2 separate regions of the Zea mays genome follow, and region 2 is linked to region 1. Evidence: chromatin contacts called from public Hi-C data. All regions are on one chromosome and are shown on one strand. Each heading gives the region's core, a stretch centred on a gene start, on an enhancer-like site or on the middle of the called end of the contact. The rest is flanking DNA. Distances are from core to core; before and after follow the strand shown.

Region 1 (5,434 bases), core at 2,622-5,121:
GAGTGCAACTCTCGTCCGTTGGGACGCCACAACGTGGAGTAGGCAAGTTTTGTACTTTGCCGAACCACGGGATAACCACCGTGTCATCTCTGTGATTGATCTCTTGTAGTTATTGTGTTTTGACTCCTCTCTAGCCACTTGGCAATAATTGTGCTAACACTTAACAAGTTTTTGTGGCTATAAGTTTAAGTTTTACAGGATCACCTATTCACCCCCCCTCTAGGTGCTCTCAGTTATTTGAATAATCCAAGACTTGTTCTAAATAGCTTTCCATTGTCAACATGTTTGGGATCGGGATTTGGCCCTGGATTCTGTTGGAACTCAAATCAAGAGATTCCAAACGACTGTTAGGGAGAACATATGAAGTGAGTTGCAAATCTGTGAATGCATAATTCGATAGATTCAAATCCATAAGGCTATGGTCCCATGTCTGCCATATCCAATTTGGAATAGTCCCAAGTATCTTGTTGCAGGAAAGGTCCAATATAATGATATGATCAAGGTGTACCAAGAAACTAGGAATTTCGGTCAAGCCACATGACTTCAGATTTAGTTCAGTGAGTTTGGGTAACAAACGGAATGTGGAGTTACTTCCTTTTCCCTCCTTGATATATAGCTTGTTGTCGGCTAGGCTCATTTGAGTGAGCTTTCGTAGTTTCCAAAAAGAGTCAAGGTCTATAATACCTGTTAGGTTATTTGAGCTAAGATCCAAAAGAACCAAATTTATGAGGTGGAAGAGTGATGAAGGAATATTTTCGCTGAATTGATTGTCATTTAAAGTAACAACATTCAAGTGTGAAGATAGTGTATGAAACTCTTAAATGGGTCCAGAGAGTTGATTCGATGAATAAAAATGTCGGCACATCCCCTGCAACAAATTCAAGGGTGGTCTATGTTAAGTTCGTGTTTAGAGAACAAAGTGCATATTCTGTGAAAAGTAGTAATTAAGAAAATGAGACAACATTTAGGGAACAATAAAGAACATCAAATAAATTAGCAATAACAATTTGCACACAACTTTGTGTAACACCCTAAAATCACATTTTAGGTAATTTAGGAAAGTTATATTAAGATTTAAAATACTTAGGTCTTGAAACAAGGTAATAAATGAATAGAGCCTCTAATAAGTTAAAGTATTCATTACATTGAATCATATACTTCGAAATATCCTCTAAAGAATTACACCAAAATGGTACCTAATAAATATTTCATGGTTATTTATGAATAGGTAATCAACATATTTTTATTGCTTAATTTATTCAGTAGTAATTAAAACAGGAATTAGAAAATAAAATAGAAAACATAAAACAAAATAAAAAAGTCAGTCTCATGGGTCTAAACCAGTCAATGCACCAGCCTACCTCTTCCCTTCGCCCCTCTGCACCGGCCCACTCACCCGGTCAGCACAGATTGACCGGTGTCGCTGACATGTGGGGTCCACGGCCCAGTCAGACAACTCGTGCACAAGCAGGTCCGCGGCTGGCGCATGGGCCCAGATGACAGAGGGTTCTCCCTCCTTGTGCTGCATCGACTCGGGACAACAAGTTCCATGGTCCCGCATGGTTTTTTGGTCGAACCGTTGCAACTACCCTCCCAATTTGTGATGTCTTCTATGCTAAAAAGGCGTTCATGCATTGTATTGTATTTTTACTAGTTACTATGGATAATACTTTATGCATGTGGAGAGAGCAAAGAATTATCTTATCTATGTTCCATAGGTACCTGAATTTAATTCCTAGATTTCCAAGAACTATAAAGTTTGATATAGTTGTTATGGCCACATGGCAATATATATAAATATATGATGCCACACAAATCAAACAGAAATGTAGAGCCAAACAAGATTGTTTACGAAGGTTGCGCGACGATGTGACTTCAGGGGTTTGAATACTCCACCACATTCTATGCGAGTACAAGATCCCAACATATAGTGTCAATGTGTGTATAGCCATCAGGGCTACAGCAACACAAACAAGCCTTCATAACAAGTGCAGCAAACACAATTGTGGCTCGGTAGTCGGGGTACACGATAAGTCCACGCAACTTGCGCAACAGACGCAATTGTGACTCAGTGGTCGTGACACACGAGCAGTGCCTGCAGGGCCTGCGAAAAATGTGTGACTCGACATGACGATCTGACTCAACGTAAGCGATCCTGTTAAGCGAGAGTGCGACGTAGCAATCACATGACGCAACCAAGTTTGTACGACATAAATATTGTATCGTGTTGCTAGAGGGCAACCAATACTCAGTCAATATCATAACCCAGCCGATTAATTATGTAGCTTAATCGGCGCGTCTGAGTACTCACTATCAACGTGATTGGTTGCTGCGTTCGCTTGGGCCAGGCTCCCACCAGCCTGTTCCACCAAGGAAGCTCCCTCCTCGCATCTCCGCGCGTGCAGACTGAGGGGTAGAAAAATGTCGCGCTTGCACCAGTGCGTACAGGCTACACACATGCGATGCAGGCTACCAATCATCTACACATACACAGTCAACGCACCAGACGAGTATGGGCGCGATCGCTCGACTAACCAATTACGTACTCGCTCGACGTGAGTCAAAAGACTTAGGGGTTGTTTGGTTTGCGGCCTAAAGCGCCATACCGTGCTTAACTTTCCTGCCTAAGCTTAGTTCTTCAATTCAAGCGCCTAAGGTTAGGCAGATTGTGACGCCTTAGGTAGAAAACCAAACAGACTCTTAACGCATCGCAGATCTTTAGAGCGATGTAAATGAGCAGCATAGCCTTGGGATGCATTTTAATTATTTCTGTTAATTATTTACTATAGAAAATAAAGCAGAAAATAATATAGAATTAATGTAGGTGCAAAAGGCATTAATGCGCTGCGTCTAATCCAGCAAATAACCATCCATTATTGGCGCGCTGTACTAGTATACATTGGCACTGTCTGAGGCATATTTTTCAACTGACCACTCAATTTTTTTGATGCAACGGTGAGCAGGGACGTGGGTAGGCAGGAGACCCCACACACTCCACGCATGAAGCCGCCAGGGCCAAGCGCACTCGAGTGGTCCAGACCTGCAGGGTCGTGGGCCCTCCGCCTTTGACCCATGAGGACGGCGAGACCGCGTCCGTTCCGGGCTTCCAGCAATTTCCTTCTCTTCCCATCAGATACTAGTTTGAGTTTGAGAGTCAGAAAATAGGAAAAAATTAGAAAAATTAAAATCTTTTTCTTGTTTATATTTAAATAAAAGAGTATTTCAGTCACTTTAATACTCTCTGTTTTTTTTCTCCCAAACTAGCTCTGAGTGAGGGTGGCCGGTTTGACGAGGGCGGCAAACCGGGATTTATAATTTTACCAGCATCAACAGTGAAGGCTCTGTTTGGGAACAAAATTTTTGAAAACCATATTTTTTAAAATACTACAGTATATTTTAGTCATGACAATACCGCAGTACCACAATTTTGAAAACTGAGGTTCAGAACTAAGTTTAGAATACCTTAAAACAACTATAGTATTTGCAATACTTCAATTTTGAAAACAGAGATTTTAGTCAGCTTGCCAAACACCATTCTGTATATAATACTGCAGTATTTGAGAATACTGCAGTATTCTTTCAAAATTGTGAAAAAACTTCATTCCCAAACACCCATGAAGTCTTTGAGGGCGATGCAGCAACGCAGACATTGGTATCTTTCGGCGGCTTGACATTGAAAACTTCAAAGTCATTAAGGTGGACTACTGGACTGGGTGGCATCGTGAATGGGATGTCTCCATCTCTAGTCCCAAACAGCCCTTAATTATTTCGGCGGCTTGACATTGAAAACTTCAAAGTCATTACGGTGGACTGGGTGGCATCGTCAATGGGATGTGTCCATCTCTAGTACTACTATATAGAACTATCTTCTTTTGCTTTCCTTCTGGAGTGCAAAGACAATGATGCATGGCTCGTGCTAGTTATCTCCTTCCCCTCTTCCTGATACTGATACACCACCTCCGCTCATCACTAGCTTCATCCACTTGGTATGGTAACCTCACAGCTCCTTGGTGCCATCCAGACCATGCTGCAGCACTCCTCCAGCTCAAGCGATCCTTTCTCTTCGACTACTCCACCACCACCCTTGCTTCATGGGAAGCAGGCACGGACTGCTGCCTCTGGGAGGGTGTTGGATGCGACAGTGTCTCCGGCCATGTCACTGTTCTTGACCTCGGTGGCCGTGGCTTGTACAGCTACAGTCTTGACGGCGCGCTCTTCAACCTCACCTCACTCCAGCGACTCGACCTGAGCAAGAATGACTTCGGTGGATCCCCTATTCCGGCGGCTGGCTTTGAGAGGCTTTCGGTACTCACACACCTCAACCTTTCTTACGCAGGTTTCTATGGACACATTCCGGTTGTAATAGGCAAACTCCCGAGTCTCATATCGCTGGATATTTCTTCAATCCATAACATTGATGGTGCTGAAATAGACACATTGTATAATCTTTTTGACAGCTATAACCTTTTGGTCCTACAAGAACCAAGTTTCGAGACACTATTGTCAAACCTCACAAATCTGAGAGAGCTCTACCTTGATGGCGTGGACATAAGTAGTAGTGGCAGAGAAGATTGGGGCAGAACTCTTGGAAAATACGTTCCTCATCTTCAGGTTCTTAGCATGGAGGAATGCAGGCTTGTTGGTCCTATCCATCGACATTTTCTACGTCTCCGCTCTATCGAAGTGATTAATCTAAAAATGAATGGAATTTCCGGCGTGGTTCCAGAATTCTTTGCAGATTTTCTCAATTTAAGAGTTCTTCAACTCAGCTTTAATAACTTGAGAGGCACCTTTCCACCGAAAATCTTTCAACTGAAGAATCTGGCAGTATTGGATGTGTCAAATAACGATCAACTCTCGGGGCTTATTCCAAAATTTCTCCATGGGAGCTCGCTGGAAACTTTGAATCTACAGGATACACATTTCTCTGGTGTCACTCTGAGCTACTTGGGCAATCTCACATCTTTGACAGACCTGGGAATAGATGGAAGATCAATTTCTATGGAACCTCCCTATTTTTTCGTAGACAAGATGGACCATGTTAGTACCTTGCGACTCTCTTCGGTAAATTTTTCAAGGGAGGCTAGGTCAAATTTCTCATGGATTGGTGATCTCCAGAGCTTGAAAACATTGAAAATTTCTGATTGCTACTCTACCAAGACAATGCCCTCCTGGATTGGAAACCTAACCAGTTTGAGAAGCTTGGATATCAGGTATTGTGGTTCCATAGGGCCAATTCCACAGTTAATTGGCAACCTTACGACATTGGAATATTTGACAATCTCTGATTGTGCTTTTACTGGTCAATTACTCTCTTCAGTTGGCAATCTAGAAAACTTAAGATTCCTGCAAATATCCTATAACCATCAAGGTTTATCTGGCCCTATAACACCGACAATTGGACATCTCAACAAGTTGACAGTATTAATACTTC
Region 2 (4,711 bases), core at 1,559-4,058, 180 kb before region 1:
CGCCTAATTCTCAGCTGGTAACCCCCATCAGCATAAAGCTGCAAAGGCCTGATGGGTACGATTAAGTCAGGGATCAGTCCACACGAGTGACTCGATCACGCTTCACCCAAGCCTAGCCTCGGCCAAGGGCAGCCGACCTCGAGAGACTTCCGTCTCGCCCGAGGCCCCCTTTTTATGGCGGACACATCACCGGCTCGCCCGAGGCCTTGGCTTCGCTCAGAAGCAACCCTGACCAAATCGCCACACCGACTGACCAAATTGCAGGGGCATTTAACGCAAAGGTGGCCTGACACCTTCATCCTGACACGCGCCCCCGGCAGAGCCGAAGTGACCGCCGTCACTCCACCGCTCCACTGGCCAGTCTGACAGAAGGACAGCGCCGCCTGCGCCACTCCGACCGCAGTGCCACTCGACAGAGTGAGTCTGACAGGCAGTCAGGCCTTGCCAAAGGCGCCACGGCGAACTCCGCTCCGCCCGACCCCAGGGCTCGGACTCGGGCTAAGACCCAGAAGACGGCGAACTCCGCTCCGCCCGACCCCAGGGCTCGGACTCGGGCTAAGACCCAGAAGACGGCGAACTCCGCTCCGCCCGACCCTAGGGCTCGGACTCGGGCTAAGACCCGGAAGACGGCGAACTCCGCTCCGCCCGACCCCAGGGCTCGGACTCGGGCTAAGACCCGAAAGACGGTGAACTCCGCTCCGCCCGACCCCAGGGCTCGGACTCGGGCTAAGACCCGGAAGACGACGAAACTCCGCTTCGTCCGACCCCAGGGCTCGGACTCGGGCTAAGACCCGGAAGACGACGAAACTCCGCCTCGCCCGACCCCAGGGCTCGGACTCCGCCCTGGCCTCGGCCGAACGACTTCCGCCTCGCCCGACCCCATGGCTCGGGCTCGGCCACGGCAACGGAAGGCAGACTCAGCCTCGGCTTCGGAGGAACCCCCACGTCGCCCTGCCTAGGGCACAGACCGCCACGTCAACAGGAAGCGCTATCATCATCCTACCCCGAATCGACTCGGGTCACGGAGAACAAGACCGGCGTCCCATCCGGCCAGCTCCGCCGGAGGGGCAATGATGGCGCTCCACAAGCTCTATGACGACGGCGGCCCCCAGCTCTCTTACGGAAGCAGGACGACGTCAGTAGGGACTCGACCGCTCCAACAGCTGTCCCTCCACCAGGCTCCGCCGCACCTCCGACAGCCACGACATCGCGCCAGCAGGGTGCCCAGATCTCTCCGGCTGCCACATTGGCATGTACCTAGGGCGCTAGCTCTCCCTCCGCTAGACACGTAGCACTCTGCTACACCCCCCATTGTACACCTGGATCCTCTCCTTACGACTATAAAAGGGAGGACCAGGGCCTTCTTAGAGAAGGTTGGCCGCGCGGGACCGAGGACGGGACAGGCGCTCTCTTGGGGCCGCTCGCTTCCCTCACCCGCGTGGACGCTTGTAACCCCCCTACTGCAAGCGCACCCGACCTGGGCGCGGGACGAACACGAAGGCCGCGGGACTTCCACCTCTCTCACGCTCGACTCCGGCCACCTCGCCTCTCCCCCCTTCGCGCTCGCCCACGCGCTCGACCCATCTGGGCTGGGGCACGCAGCACACTCACTCGTCGGCTTAGGGACCCCCCCTGTCTCGAAACGCCGACAGTTAGATTATGATCTAATCATGTATCACATTTAACACTTAAACCCTTTCACCACCAAGTCATGTAGATTTATAGAAAACCCTCTAACAAACCACAATCATGTCTACAATTAGATCATGATCTAACAGACCAAGAGACTCGCTTGCACGTTTTCACATAAGGTCTGATTGCATATTAGTTGTTGTCGATATCTAGAGACAGAGGGAAGTATCTAGAGACGAAGGGAGCAGAGGAACGAGATGAGTCGTCCAATAAGGACCGGACAGTCTGAATTTTTTTGAGCGACGTGGATAGCCTGGTCACGAGCGTTTTGGACCTGCTTTAATATATATATGAAATCTAATTATAATAATTTAACTAACTCAAATAAACACTAATGACAAAGTATGGCCGTTGCCATAAATGTGGCTCGAGTTCCACATGCCAGAGGGAACATAGGTTAAAGTCGGAGTGGATCTGAATATTTATTCGGATGTTAAATTTTTTATTTTTTTTAACAATAGGATATAGAATATGCTATCTAAACTTCAATAGTTCTTAAAAAATAGCTTGCTAAAATCATATTTAGCAAGTTGCTAAATAGCTACTGGGAGTAAAAATAGTTTGATCTTTAATAGTTACTCATATTTAGGGAGTAGTTTGATTTTGAATCTAGCTTTGGTTGGCCTGCCCCCATCGGACCTTGCTGCTGGCAAGGTCGAGAGTAGAGGATGACGAGGGCAGAGAAGAAAAGGTCAGTCGACACGACGTGTGAAAGAGCGGTGCTCTGGTGGTGCAATCTATGGGACAGTAGTGGTATGACGATAAAGGAAAAAAATTGTGTCACACGTATTTGACCTAGGTGTCTCGTGGGAAAGTGAAAAATAGAGCATGTCATATCTGACACCTCACTATATTGGAAAGAGAAAAAATAAGCACACGACTGTGAACTACTGAATTGCTAAACGTGAAGAGTAAATGATGTTGTACATTAAGTCTATTTAGAGAATTATTGGAGAAGTATTTTTATTACTTTTTAAATTTAAGATTTAGAGACCTCTTTAGAAAACTATTAGAAAAAAATGTATTTGAAGTCGGCCGCTGAATCGGCGCTGCGGGTCTGACGTCTGCGGCGTACACGACACAAGACTTGTCAGTCGCACTCGCTGCACGATTCTGCGGAGCACAAGAGAATCGAGAACGTCACCAAGGCCGTCTGAAAGCGAAAAGGCCCTTTGCCTCTCGCTCTACCCCAAACCACAGCAGTCAGCAGCAGACCCTCGCCATGGGACTGAGATCCCCGCTCGTGCTCCTGCTGCTCCTCCTCTTCCTCGCCGCTACTTTCCGTCCCAGCGCGGCCGCTTTGGCCCCTCCAACAGGTTCGCTCGCTCGTCGCCGCCGCCCCTATCTTCCCCTGTTAAAATGCGGCCCGATAGGGGCGATTCGATCCCAAACCTCTGGACTGCCCGTACTAATACGTACTTCTGCCTTCTGTGCCGCAGGCAGCATCGTGAAGCAGCTGTCGTCGGTCGTCAGGTGGCCGCGGGCCGCCCCCTCGACGCACGGGCCCAAACAGCCCGGCCACCCCCAGTACGCCGGTGAGTCGCCGTCGCTCCCTAATACGTCTGCGGAATATCTCGCGCGACAAGAGGGGACCTGATTTTGTTGCTCAAAGCGATTGCTCCTGTAGGACGCACACGACTCCCGCTTCTCTTATAATTACAGATGATTGATGAACCCTATTCCACTCCACTAGCCACTAGTGTTCCCCGAGAAGAAAAAGATGAGTGAGGAATAATAGAAAGCACAACAAACGGGAAGATAATGGGAGTGGGGGTTAAACCATCTTCTCAATGGGGACGAGTTCAAACATCTTTACAATTTCTCACTGATAATTATTTCAGTATCGTTCTCCTTCACTTCAGCTGGCCCTGCATTGGTGAGATAACTTGCTAAACCACCAAAAAAATCATTGGCCAAACTAATCATTTGGAAGTTGGTCGTCCTGCTCTTAGAATTCTCTTAGCAGAGTTCAGAATTTCAGATCCAGCAGAGGCTCAGCTGATTTGTATTTTTGGCTCATTGTGGCCTAAGTGATCATACTTTACTGCAGCTGCTCATATCTGTGCTTTTGTTCTGTATCTTGCTCACGTTCGACTATTTTGGCAGATGGCCACGTGGGGGTAGCCCTGCAATTTGAGAGCGGCTACTTTGTAGAGACACTTGTTGAGGGTGACAAGCTTGGTGTCACGCCGCACACCGTTAGAGTATCTCCTGTTGAGGGCGGGGAGCTCCTTGCGGTCGACTCGGCACATAGCAACATTGTGCGGATAACCCCGCCACTTTCTGAGTGTATGTTCTCTTCCTGCCACCTCTGTCCCGTGGCTGCTTGCTTCTTTTTTTTTTTGGCATAACTCACAGTTACCATGATTATGATTTAGGAAGACTTGAAGAACAGACTGGCATTTTGAGCCAGCTTTGTTTGACATACTAGTGGTAATATCCATGCATGCAAATATTTCGTGATTGTGTTCTTCTCAAATACTAGGGTTACATTGTTCCTAGTGGTTGAATAACTGACCTTTCCAAGTGTAGTATCACTCTGTCCGTAACACTCCCTGTGCCTTCATTGTCCCTTAACTTGGTCATGGGTACAGCGATGGGATTGTTATCAGTTCATATAGTAATAGGTGAGAATGGCAGGACTAATTAAGAGGTGAGAGCTGTCTCGTGGATTCGAAGCAGCCTCTCCGCATTTGTGGGGGAAGGCTTGCCTCGGTTTATCCCTTCCCTAGACCTCTGGCACTGGTCTACCTTTTTTTTATATAGTAATAGGTGGAGTTCTGGTCTCAGTTGATTTATACTATGCATATTTAGGGAAGGGTCATGGACAGAAAAAGAAAACTGAACTGAAACATGCATCAATGCTTAAAGAAGTATGATATAAATGCTGTAAAGATCAATGTTATCAAATCGTCTGATCAATCCTAGTCGCCATGGACCTATGAGCCTAACTAATCATAGTGCATAGCTGATCGCCATGGCACTGATCAGCCTGACTAATCATGATTAGCTGGACGAC

What was found. Hi-C and Micro-C count contacts between places; a contact is called where the count stands out from the background.
Region 2: a contact with region 1 is called in a Hi-C map of leaf, with 4 times the contacts expected there. The contact joins the promoter of LOC100276297 here to the promoter of LOC103627026 in region 1. A contact is called at or near these places in 2 of 25 Hi-C or Micro-C datasets (both in leaf).

The regions. Positions count from the first base shown.
Region 1 is chr5:150,275,541-150,280,974 of Zm-B73-REFERENCE-NAM-5.0, reverse strand. It overlaps LOC103627026 (receptor-like protein 7), which reads left to right and starts at 3,871. Exons shown (of 2, transcript XM_008647376.3): 1 at 3,871-5,434. The coding sequence starts at 3,907. It also overlaps the pseudogene LOC103628545.
Region 2 is chr5:150,453,086-150,457,796 of Zm-B73-REFERENCE-NAM-5.0, reverse strand. LOC100276297 reads left to right here and starts at 2,808. Exons shown (of 7, transcript NM_001150121.2): 1 at 2,808-3,008; 2 at 3,132-3,227; 3 at 3,799-3,981. The coding sequence starts at 2,915.